Regions from separate parts of the Mus musculus genome. Here regions 2 and 3 are each linked to region 1. Evidence: chromatin contacts called from public HiCAR-type and HiChIP or PLAC-seq data. All regions are on one chromosome and are shown on one strand. Each heading gives the region's core, a stretch centred on a gene start, on an enhancer-like site or on the middle of the called end of the contact. The rest is flanking DNA. Distances are from core to core; before and after follow the strand shown.

Region 1 (3,792 bases), core at 540-3,039:
ATCCTCAGGGCCAAGTGTGCACTGCCATTCCCCAGAGTGACCCCCCAGATGGCCCTCAGGCCCTGCGAAGGAGCCAGCCATGGTTGGAGCCAGCATAGGAAAGAGGGATTGTTAGACGGGCTAACACTGGCTGTCTTCACTTTGAAGAGGCTGAAACCTGCTCGTTATTCGGTTCACAAGGCTGGGTGCCTGGGCAGTCTCAACCTTGTTCTGAAGGCCTGGAGGATGCCAGCAAAGGCCCCTGTCTTCAGTCCATGTCGGAAGCCTGAAGGAGCTGCAGTCTCCTGTGAGGAAAGGACATGTCTTTCATGAACTTCCACTTTCCACACAGCCTGCTAACTTCTATCTATTAGGTGTTGGTTGGGTGGCTTTGGTTGGTTGGTTGGTTGGTTGGTTGGTTGGTTGGTTGGTTGGTTGGTTTTGGTTGGTTGGTTGGTTGGTTTTGGTTGGTTGGTTGGTTTTGGTTGGTTGGTTGGTTTTGGTTGGTTGGTTGGTTTTGGTTGGTTGGTTGGTTTTGGTTGGTTGGTTGGTTGGTGGTGGTAGTGGTTGTTGTTTTGTCTTTGGTTTTTCAAGACAGGGTTTCTCTGTGTAGCCCAGGCTATATTGGAACTTGATCTGTAGACCAGGCTGTCCTTGAACTCACACAGATCCACCAGCCTCTGCCTCCTGAGTGCTGGAATTAAAGGTGTGGGCCACAACCACCTGGCTTCTGTTTTAAAATACCATTTCTTCCCTTATTGCATTTACCAAATAGTTTTTCTTCCACATTCACAAATAGGAACTGAGACATAGCCAAGCCACCATTCATATTTATTGAGAAAGTCTAGTTTCCAGTTGAGAACCATCTTCCCCATCCCTTGAGGGCCCTCTACTTCAGCCTCCATAGCTCCTGTCATTTTGTTGCGTCTGGAGTTGTTCTTCTGGCTGTTGTTAGTTTCACCGGCATGTTTATATCTACGAGATCAGAAGTGGAAATTACATAAAATCTGAGGCCAGTTAAATAACCCCAATATCGTTCTAATATACCATTCAGTCGTAGTAACCAACTGCCCCATAAGGGCGTGTTAAGAATCAGCAAACTGGCAGAGCCATGAATAAACCAGTTTCTGCAGGTTTCAGTCACTGCTGTATTTCCATGGCCCAGCACATGACTAACGACTCAGAGAATAAACATTGCGGAGTGGTGGGAAGGAGGAACTAGAAAGCTGCCTGGTGCGTGCAATCACAGACTCCCTGGAACCCACGGGAGGAGTCAGTGCTGCTCAGAGGCATGCATGCTGTGGAGACTTACTGGAGAACACAAGAAGGGAAAGCCTAGAAGATTCTCTCCCCCAAGGGTTCTGGAGAAGTTCTAACCATGTTCACTCTGGAAACACTTCCGTGAGTCACCAGTTTTTCGGGATAAAGGAAATTCAATCTGGATTGAGGGCAAAGAATGCCTTCTACGGCCAAGATGGGAGGTGTTTCCTGAAGAGCAAACAAATGTCCCGGACCTTCCTACTGCTGTGGTAGACAGATAGGAAGAGGAAATGGGGGCAGGGCATGCTGGAGTTCAAGGGTAGGGCCCTGCATTGCCTGTGTAAAACCCTGGATTCTATCCAGTATCAAATAAAACTGGGGGAGGGTACTGCCTTGTGATCCCAGCACTTGGGAGAGAGAGAAAAGAGGACCGGGGGTTCACAATTATCCTTGGCTACATTGGAGGTCAGCCTGGGCTACATGAGATCCTGCCTCAACAGACAGAGCGGGAGCACAGTGGAGATACTGAGCCGGCAACAGGATGGGGTCAAAGTTCATGCAGCGTCTGCTTCCCCTCTCCAACAGGGACACCATCGCCCTCCCTCAAGATCCTATAAACAAGTGAGAGAAGCGCACCTTGGTCAGCAGCATTGACGTTTACTCTGTCTTTCTATAAGAAGAAAGAAAAAAAAAAAAAGAAACAAAAAAACTTTTCAAAGTACCTGATCGTACTGATCTATAAGGAAATTAAAACGTCGCTCCCTCTAGGCAAAGTCATATTCAAATTTTTAAAAAAAATGGGCTTTTTCTTCTCTGTGTTTGTGTGCCAACTTTGGGGGTCATCCCTCAGATGCCTTCCCCCTTTGGCTTGAGAAGTAGCCTCTCACGGACCTATAATTCTCCATGTAAGCTAGGCAGGCAGCCAGGGAAGCCCAGGGGTCCTTCTGCCTCTGCCTCCCCAGTGCTGGGATTGCAAGCATGCACCACCATGCCTGGTTTTTCACATGGGTTCTGAGGATGGAAGTCTAGTCCTTGTGCTTGCAAGGCAAATATTTCACCAAATGAACCATGGCCTCAGACACCGCCAACCCCTGGCCCACCCCCACCCCCACTCCCCCACCCACCCACCCCACCCACCCCACCCCCCCACCCCCGTCACCAGTCTCCAGCCCCACCTACGCCTCCCCCATCCCTCCCCTGCCTCTCCCACACACCACCACCACCCCACCCGCCCCCGCATATTTTAATTGGAGTAGACTCTGGCTTACAGTCTTTTGGCCTCTGGCATCAGCCTCGGTTCACGGTAGGGTCACGTCCTCAGCACCCCCACCACAACCCCGCCTCTGCCACTGAAGCTCAGGTCTGAAGGCAGAAATTCTCTCCAATAACATCTCCTTTGACTTGGAGGATGTAACTCAAAATCACATCGGGTGGAGTTTTTTAAGTCTGGAACTAGGAAACCCGGGGTCACAGCAGCAGTGTCCCAGCCTCCTTCCACCCTGTCATTTCTCCATATAATTTTCCTTCCCATGACCATCAAGTGGTCCAAAACTGTTGCTGGAAGTACCCGCTGCCATCAGGTATCATACGATCCGGAAGAATGGAAGGAGAGAGGCATAGAGTCGGCTCCTTTTAAATATATTCCCACATAATTAAACAAAAACTTAGATTCACAGCCCCAGTGTGCTGCAAAGGACTCTGGGAGGACTTGCTACACTGGGGGCTGTTTTGTGGTACTGAATAACTGAAGGTCAAGTCTAGGGAATACGGGGAGGGGCGGTTTCAGGTAAGGAAATTATCGGTTCTCCCACTCACTCCAGTATGGCTTATGCCCAGTTTTAATTTGTCTTTCTCTGCCTCTCTTTAAGTGCTAAGAAAAATAATGAGATATCTAAAGTTTTCTGAAACCCTGAAACCGAACTCATTTACCTTTATAATTTTCTATTAATCTCCTCCCCGAATTCATTTTGCATTTAATTCCGGTCTCCAGCACTTTAATTCCGTCGCTTCAGCCTTCACACATTAGCGGTCTCCGTCTTGTCAGACTTTCTCCTCTCTCTTATGTTCATTTATTTGAACTTTTAGTGGTCTTCTAGCCGATCCTTTATCCTTTTTATTACGAGAGCATGAAATTTTATAATCCCCGGGAGCTTTGTTAGTCAGCTGCTGCAAGGCTCTTAACCCCGGCTAATTTATTCCTTCATTTTTGACTTTCAGATCTGAAGCACGCCTTAATATTTTGTTTTTGAATATGAAAGTAACTTTTATTAAGTAGGTTTATTGCATTAATAGATTTTTATTTCCATTTTTACAGTTATGTTTAAGTTCCCGGCTAGTTACACTACAGATCATTTTAATAACGATTTATAATGCGAAGTGATATAATTTATTTCTGAATATTGTAAAAATGCTCATGGTAGACTACAGAGAAATTTTATAAAACTTCACCTGAAAGTCACATCCAAAGAACATGGATTTTTTTTCCAAACTCCCCAACCATTTTATTGATATTTATTATAAAAGAAATTCCAAAGAAAGTTCTCTTTTTAAGGG
Region 2 (3,877 bases), core at 575-3,074, 630 kb before region 1:
TACTTCATCCCTTATCCCAGGCTGATTCATCCTTTCAACTCCAACTAAACGGCACGGCTTTATCCCAGAGGATTCTCTTGCGTGCTGATCTTGCCAAGTTCACAGTTCTCCATCTTCGCTACCCTGGAGACTTCTCCACGTGGACTCCGAATCCTTCTTGCTTCCTTTCCCCTGCCTTTCCATCAGAATTCATCTCCCCATCTCTTTACCTCCTATCTTTGGGTCTTTTTTTCCCTTTATGCAAATACTCACAACACTGAGATTGCATGCCATTGTTTATCACTCTTTCTTTAGTAACGTCCTGAATAAACTGGGGTTGCACTGGAGAGTCCCTTTTGCATTTGAACCCTTTCCAACACCACATAATTTGGAAACTGTATGGTTGGCTGCAAGTTAAGCCATCAAGTCCCCCAGGGTCCCTGGTGACCATCACCCTTCCTCTATGTCCCATCATCTCCCCTCATCTCCTGCTTGTTGTTTTGGTGAAGATTCATCAGCCTTCTTTATAAGCCACTGCCAGAGGGCCAGATGAATCTTCCTAAAACAGGGTGCCTCCTCACAGGGCCCCCAACCACTCTCTCCCAAATTGGGAACTGCCTTGGAAACCCATCTGGCGCAAGCACCTCTCGCTACAAATGAGGAGAGTGAAGTCATGGAATAGATAGCAAGGATCCTGCCTGTAGAGGTGACCAGGGAATCTGCCTGTTTTGGTGCCGGGCTATTAACTGATCAAGTGCATCACTAGCTCCTTCTCACACTGTCCCGGAAGAGCCTACATCCTACCCACAGAACCAACCAGTTTGTCTTTGTTTGTCCTTCCTGGGTTCTCCCTGGCTGAAAACTGAATATCTCCAATCCTGAGTGCTCCATGAGTCCCCTTGCTGGTGGCGATGGTCGTTTACTCCATTGCCACTAACATCTTCATTCTGATCTTTTCTTGACTTAGGGGTGGCTTAGTTCTTGTCAGTCATGGTGGCTTGCTTCCTGTGCCTAGACCGTTCCATCCAAGCCCTTCACATGTCTACCACACCTTCCCATTTACATCCAACCATTTCTATGTCTACGTTCCTCCATCTTAAAGTTTCTACATCCCGTCTTCCATGATTCCTCTCACTTGGCCCTTGTACTTCCTTCTCTGCCTGCCTAGATCAGCTCATGTCAGCAATCAGCGTCTGTGACCTGTTCTTTCTGTCCACAGACACACATTTTTGGAATCTGACTTCAGTTCTAATGGTGTCTCCATTTTAGTCTGTCCTTTAGCCATTCAATGATCAAAACTATCAACCCTCAAACTGGTGAGGAAGTGGAGGTCCCACTTCCTCTGTTTCCCATTGCACAGACTGTTACCGGGAAAGAACAGGAAACGCCTGGTTGGAAACATCCAGGACCTGACAACCAAGAAGGCAATCACATCAAGGGTTGACACTCCCTGTCTCTTTTTATTTATTTGCATGGCCCAGTAGATTCCGTTCTCAATCGTTTTAACAGTCCAAGACCCGTCAGGGCCAGCACATCACCGTGATCTATCGTCGGGGTAAAAAATCTCGTGGTGGTGACAGCCTAGATTGACAGCGATGTTTAAATCCTAAACTAGTCTCTGGATGACATTCAATTTTTTGTCATGAAGTTTCAAAATGTGACTGGAGCCTTTTCAAAGCTTTCCGCCTGGTGGAAACGCCGGTGGCAAAAGCAGACATAAACCAGCTGTGGTGGACTGGGAAAAACACTGACCTTTGAGGCCAAACACCTAGGGAGGGGCTAGGGCTCTGATGGGGGAGTCAAGCATGTTTCAAACAAGTCCTCCCTCCTGCAGTGGCTCCCAATAAGTGGAGCCCAGCTCTGAAGACACAGGAAGCATGTGACCCGCATGCCTGGCCCAGGAGGGGTGAGGTGTTTAAAGACCTTGTTTCAAAGAAGTGATTTACATTTGTATGCGCAGATAGGCTTCTGTTTCTTCCCAATCGGAATATGCCTTTATTAAGAGTCCCTGGAACTCAGACACAGCAACCACAGTTTTCCTTTCCCTTGTTCATTGTTGTGTAAGTTTTGTCTGCCTCTCCAGTCCATACCTATTCCAATAAATAGAAGTATTAAAAATTCCAGGCTTGTTTTACTGTTGCATTTGTCACAGATTCTTTTCAACCTAACACTAAACCCACTTTCTTTGACTTGAATTCTGAATGGTTCTCTCCAAAAGGACAAACTGAGGCCCTGGGTCAACACAAAGGCCAGAGTTTTGATCATCCCTTTCAGGGAAGCTCAAAATACAAGGATATACAAGATATACAAGCTCAAGATATACAAGGATTCCATTTCATCAGTGCTGTCTCAAGTATATTTGAATACCGAAAGGTGTGCAATGAGGAAAAAGACACTTAGCTTCTCAGTCAAAGAGTGTGCCACTAGGCAAATGATCTGTCTCAGAAGGTAAAGCGCTTGCTCGATGCCAAGTCTGATGGCCCGAGTTTGAACCCCAGGACCCACATGGCAGAAGGAAGGAACTGACTCCCACGAGCTATCTTCTGCCCTCCACATGCACACAAGCTTTGGCTTGCATGTCACCCCTTCCCCACACACAGACAAACATTACTAAAAGTATTCTTAAAAGAAGGAAAGAGTATTTTAATCAAGGGAATATATATTTAACTTCAAAAGTCATCAAGGAGGGCCCCACAGGGGGGTGACATTGAGCAGAAGGTAACCTCCCTCATAGTGACATGTAAGACCCGGAACTGGAAAGCCATGCCTGTCACTTTTTGTCCGTTCTTGAAATTTGGAACTCAGACACAGTAGTGTCCACACTTTGGATATCCTAAAGTATGCAATGAAAGCTTGGCCCAGAGAAACCCTGAACAGAACCCTTGTGATTAATAGCCTGTGCATTCAGCTGATGTATATTGTGAGTACAAACACTGAGGTCAGTGGAAATGATAATTAAACATGCATATTTCACAATGGAAAAGTCCCATCCATCAACCTGGACCCCAAACTGAAAACAGAGGGATGTTTTCCACTTGGCAGATGGAGTTAATAGTGTGCAAGAATCACTCTGTTCATCTCTCAGAATAGTTTCCCAGGCTGGACTGTTGAAAAGGATCCATTAGTTCATCCCATATCAGCCTCTTCCTTTTAAGAGATAATAATTTCATTGTTAAAAGTGACTCACACTGTAGTTAAGTAACAGGAAAAGAAAACATTAAGAAAAAAACCCCTAAAACCATCCAATATCCCAGCGTTGAAAAAAAAAACCATTTTAATATGAATTATATTTCAGATGTGTTTCTATCCATATGGGATAGATAAATAGATTGTTAGATGAATGGATCAGTAGATAGATAGATTATGGGTGGACAAGTGGGTGGATAGATGTATGAATACATGGATGAGTGGATGGATGGATGGATGGATGGATGGATGGATGGATGGATGGTTAGGTAGATGTATGCATGCATGGATGAGTGGATAGATGGAAGGATGAATGGATGGATGGATGGGTGATGAGCAGATGGGTAGGTAGGTAGGTTTACATATGTATGAACGAGTAGATGGATAGATGGACAGATGATGAGTGGATGGTTAGGTAGGTGGATATATGAATGCATGGATGAGTATATGGATGAGTGGATGGATAGATGAATGGATGGGTGGATGGGTGGATGGATGGATGTTGGGCCCTATTTGTCCCTGGTTTGGACCTTGAGGACAAATCCAAGCCTGGCTCAAGTTTTGAAAACTGTCTCAGTCACTTCCATACATGACCAGTGTAAGCCTGCCTCTGCCTAGCTACCGCTGATGTGCCAATTTCTTATAGGCCCCATGAGATCACCCCACATCCCTTGTCATCTCACACCACCCCATACATCATCTCACCCTATAC
Region 3 (3,634 bases), core at 610-3,109, 940 kb before region 1:
CTAGTAACAGTCACACAGCAGCTGTTCCTTTGTATACCACCTAACATCTGTCCAGGGAGCAGAAGACATTAGACAAAGCCAAAATGAGAGACAGCTCACGAAATAACCGGCCAGTGCTTGTCAGAGGATCCGTGTCACAAAAGACGGGCTGAAGAAATGACTCCACGGACAAGAGCGTTGGCTGACTAAGCAGAAGACAGGGCTGGGATCCCCAGTAGCCATGTAAAAGTCAGGACGTGGCTGCAGGCACCTGCTAACTCCAGTGTCGTGGGGGTGGAGACAGGTGGATTGCAGAGGCTTGCTGGGTTCTGCGAGAGGTCTCAAGGGAATAAGGTAGAAACCAATAAAGTGGGCCACTCAGTGGTCTCCACACACAACATGAAATATTAAATTAACCGATCAGAACAGAATACAGCACAACATGGGAAGACTTAGTGGTAAGGACCAAGTAGCTGTGGCCGCTAAATCTAACCTGAAATCCTGAGTTAGGTCCTAGGAAAGCAAAGAAAATGACTAAGAAGTGGGAACATTCAAACATGTTCTGAAGTTTGGTGGCTAGACTGTCAGCACCGATTTCTTGGCTTTGGTCGTTAGACTGTGGTAGGGTGGTCTCCCACAGCAGTGACAAAGCCTGTGGCAGGGTGGCCTCCCACAGCAGTGACAAGCCTCTCCACTGCTTTTCCATCTGTCTCTCTTTTGAACTTTCCATGTGTGCTTGCATCTGCTTTCCCCTCTGTAAGTCAAATATTTCAATATAGGAACTTTTAAAGAGCTGTTGGATGCAATGAGAGTCATCAAGCAACAGGGGAACCTATCACCAAGGACCACTCTTCCCTTTTGTCAGCCTACCTAGGAAACGGGCCAGAAGAGCCAAGAAGAATTTACCCAGGGGACCCAGGAAGCCCAAGGGAGGTTGAGGCTTGGGGTCTGACCTCAGCAAAATGGGGGACTGGCTTCGAGTTTCCCTCAGGCAGTGTTTTTGCGATCTGATCTATACAGTGTCCCCTGGCACTGGGAGACTAGCTCCGAGTCTCCAGTGGACACTTGTGTAACAGTGTGGCATTTACAAAGTGTCCTTTGCAAACCTCTGGTGTAGTTTCACTCCCCTCTAGATGTCCTCTTATTTTATATGTGTGCACACGTGCCTGAGTGTTATGCATGTGCACCGTGTGTGCAGTGCCCATGGAGGCCAGATGGGGGCGTTGGACCCCTAGGAACGGCTGTGAACTCCCTGGTGTGGATGCTGGGAATTGAACCTCGGTTCTTGGCAATAGAACCCCCCCCCCCCCCCCCCCCCCCCCCCCGCTGTTAACCGCTGAGTCATCAGTCCTGCCCCACCTCCAGAGATCTCTCCAGTGGTAGAGGTGCATGCATTTGAACCCAGAGTCTCCAGTTGGTGGCACTGTTTTAGGACATGAGCTTTGCTAGAGGAAATACATCACTGGGAGGTGGGCTTTGAGAGTTTATGTCCTTGTCCCACTTCCGTTCTCCTCTTTCTGCACGTGGTTGAAGATGTAATCTCTCAGCCTCTCGTTCCTGCCACGGTGCCTACTGCTTGGTGCCCTGCTCCCTACCGGAATGGTCTGCGTTGCTTTTTGTCATGGTATTTTGCCACAGCAACGGAAAAGCAAACTAGTGCCTCTTAGAACAGCCCGAAGAACAAACGCAGGGGTTTACAAAGTATACAAAGGGAGCCCAAGGCTTGAGTGGCACGAATAGCCAACAGAGACAGTAGAATTGGGGTCTGCTCCCCACCCCACACCCTCCTGGCCTGTGCGCCCTCCAACTGCAACCACAGAGGAGCAAATACCTTCTGAGGAACCTGGCTGACACAATTGCTCACATCTGATTGGCCAATGCAACCCACGTGGTCAAGCCCAGCCTCAGAAAGAGAAGACTTTGGTGAGAAACTGGAGGGTGTAGATTGTAAACGTTGGGTTTTTGTGAAGTCTTCCTCTCCACTGGCAGAGGAATGGGAGCCATGTGGGGCTGTGCCTGCCCCTTGAGCCAGTAGCTCAGAGGACTTCCCTGCACTGCGCAGTGCATGTGTGTGGCAGGCCGTGGCTTTCTCTAGGTCCGAAGCTAACGCCAGTTGTTCCTTCAGTAGTAGCTGGGCCTGATGGCTTTCATTGCTCGCTTTCACTGCTCAGTGCATTAGTATCCTTGTGCTGGCAACTGAGGTTCTCTGGATCCCGCTCCTGGAGGCTGGTGACTCATGCTCCCAGCCTTTGTGGTCAGACATGGCACCAGCCTCATAGGGGTCTGGGACTCTGAGTGCCAGGTTGGCCAGACAGGTCACCCTGGCTAATTTACATCACTAGTGATTCAAGAGTGCTCAGAATTAGGCTTAGCCAGGGGGACCCCTGCGTCTCTGAGGAATTGGGTAGCCAGTCTGGGAAAACAGTTCCCACCAGTTCGTGTCTCACTCTGTGACATTCTGATTTTGTGACATTTCGCAATAAACCAGCACCTGCCACCCACATGGGAATGGAGTGCGACTCCAGTTAAGGCTTATTTTATTTTATTTTATTTTATTTTATTTTGCTGACTGTAAAGAAGAAACAGGATTTGGGGTACACCAGGGCTTCTTGATCATCTCTCTGTCCATGGCAGGTTCTCTAGCCCCCCACCCCCTTTAAAAATGTTACATTTACTGTAACTGTTGTTTAAAACATAAATAAGGGAAAGAGCATAGAAGATGAATAATGAAAATAAATTCATCTTATTTATGTGTTTATGCACACATTTGACAATTTGACAATTATTCCACACCGCAGGGTCGGTGGCGGTTACATTCTAGAAAGTTCCTTACTTTTTAAGTTTCTCTCCCACTCCTCCTGATTTTTGTCACATCCAACACAGGCACATTAGTATTCCAGGACAGGAGGCCTGGTGTGCACGGCAGGACAACCCTCCGCTCCGGTGTGTTACTTCAGTTCAAGCTTCAGGTAACTGAGACTTGTCAGTCTCTAGGCTCAGATAGGGGCCTCCTGGCAGACACATTCCTTACCGGCAATTCATTCCGCTCCAAAGGAGCAAGGGGGGCAGTGATTAAAAAGAGAAATGAGGGCCCATGAGATGGCTCAGCAGGTAAAGGGGCTTGCCAACAAACCCGAGGACACGTGTTCAATCCCTGATGGGAGAAGATCCCTGAGAAGGGGAAAACTAAATCACACAAGCTGTCTTCTGAGCCTGCACTCCCCCGCACGGATTGTAATCAATAAATAAAGGAAGAAGGATGTAGGCTCCCCCACCCCCTTTTAAAAAAGGAGCTAAGGCTTGGAGGCAGTGTGTGTGTGTGTGTGTGTGTGTGTGTGTGTGTGTGTGTGTTACACAAAATGTAAGGTTTAGTTTGAAGATGATCCAGCTGTGGGCCACTGAACATATGTTAAGATCACGGTCAGAAAACTCTGGCTGTCAGAGCAGACCACCCTGGAAAGTCTGTGATTGACTACCTAAGGTTACAGGGCTTCTGGAAGCTTCATCGTTTCTTACGAACTTTTCCTGCTAGGATGTCCACAGAGGGACGATTTCGTGGGCTTGGGCCTCTCACTTGGCTCCTGCTACTCCCTCATGTACAGACAGGACAACACAGCCCGTCCTTGGAACCCTGACAGTGACCTCCCATGTCCCT

The links. HiCAR-type assays count read pairs that join an accessible place to other places. HiChIP or PLAC-seq counts read pairs in DNA pulled down with a chosen protein or histone mark.
Region 2: a contact with region 1 is called in an H3K27ac HiChIP or PLAC-seq map of embryonic stem cells, with 6 times the contacts expected there. The contact joins two enhancer-like sites. A contact is called at or near these places in 8 of 115 datasets of contacts at active chromatin or transcription factors (cardiomyocytes, embryonic basal ganglia and embryonic stem cells) and 1 of 9 other capture datasets (embryonic stem cells).
Region 3: a contact with region 1 is called in a HiCAR-type map of embryonic stem cells, with 6 times the contacts expected there. The contact joins two enhancer-like sites. A contact is called at or near these places in 5 of 115 datasets of contacts at active chromatin or transcription factors (embryonic basal ganglia, embryonic forebrain and embryonic stem cells).

What each region holds. Positions count from the first base shown.
Region 1 is chr2:169,099,463-169,103,254 of GRCm38.p6, reverse strand. No RefSeq gene overlaps it. Among named protein-coding and RNA genes, the nearest start is that of Gm52536, 22 kb to the right of the region's middle. Within about 2 kb of position 1,789, at least 4 of the 459 cell types and tissues checked have an H3K27ac peak or open chromatin away from gene starts, as enhancers often do. A contact at or near this core is called in embryonic stem cells, where this site is marked.
Region 2 is chr2:169,726,743-169,730,619 of GRCm38.p6, reverse strand. All of the region lies in intron 1 of Tshz2 (teashirt zinc finger family member 2), which reads right to left. Among named protein-coding and RNA genes, the nearest start is that of Gm34344, 62 kb to the right of the region's middle. Within about 2 kb of position 1,824, at least 22 of the 459 cell types and tissues checked have an H3K27ac peak or open chromatin away from gene starts, as enhancers often do. A contact at or near this core is called in embryonic stem cells, where this site is marked.
Region 3 is chr2:170,041,241-170,044,874 of GRCm38.p6, reverse strand. It overlaps a transcript of Tshz2 not described here. Among named protein-coding and RNA genes, the nearest start is that of A630075F10Rik, 28 kb to the left of the region's middle. Within about 2 kb of position 1,859, at least 24 of the 459 cell types and tissues checked have an H3K27ac peak or open chromatin away from gene starts, as enhancers often do. A contact at or near this core is called in embryonic stem cells, where this site is marked.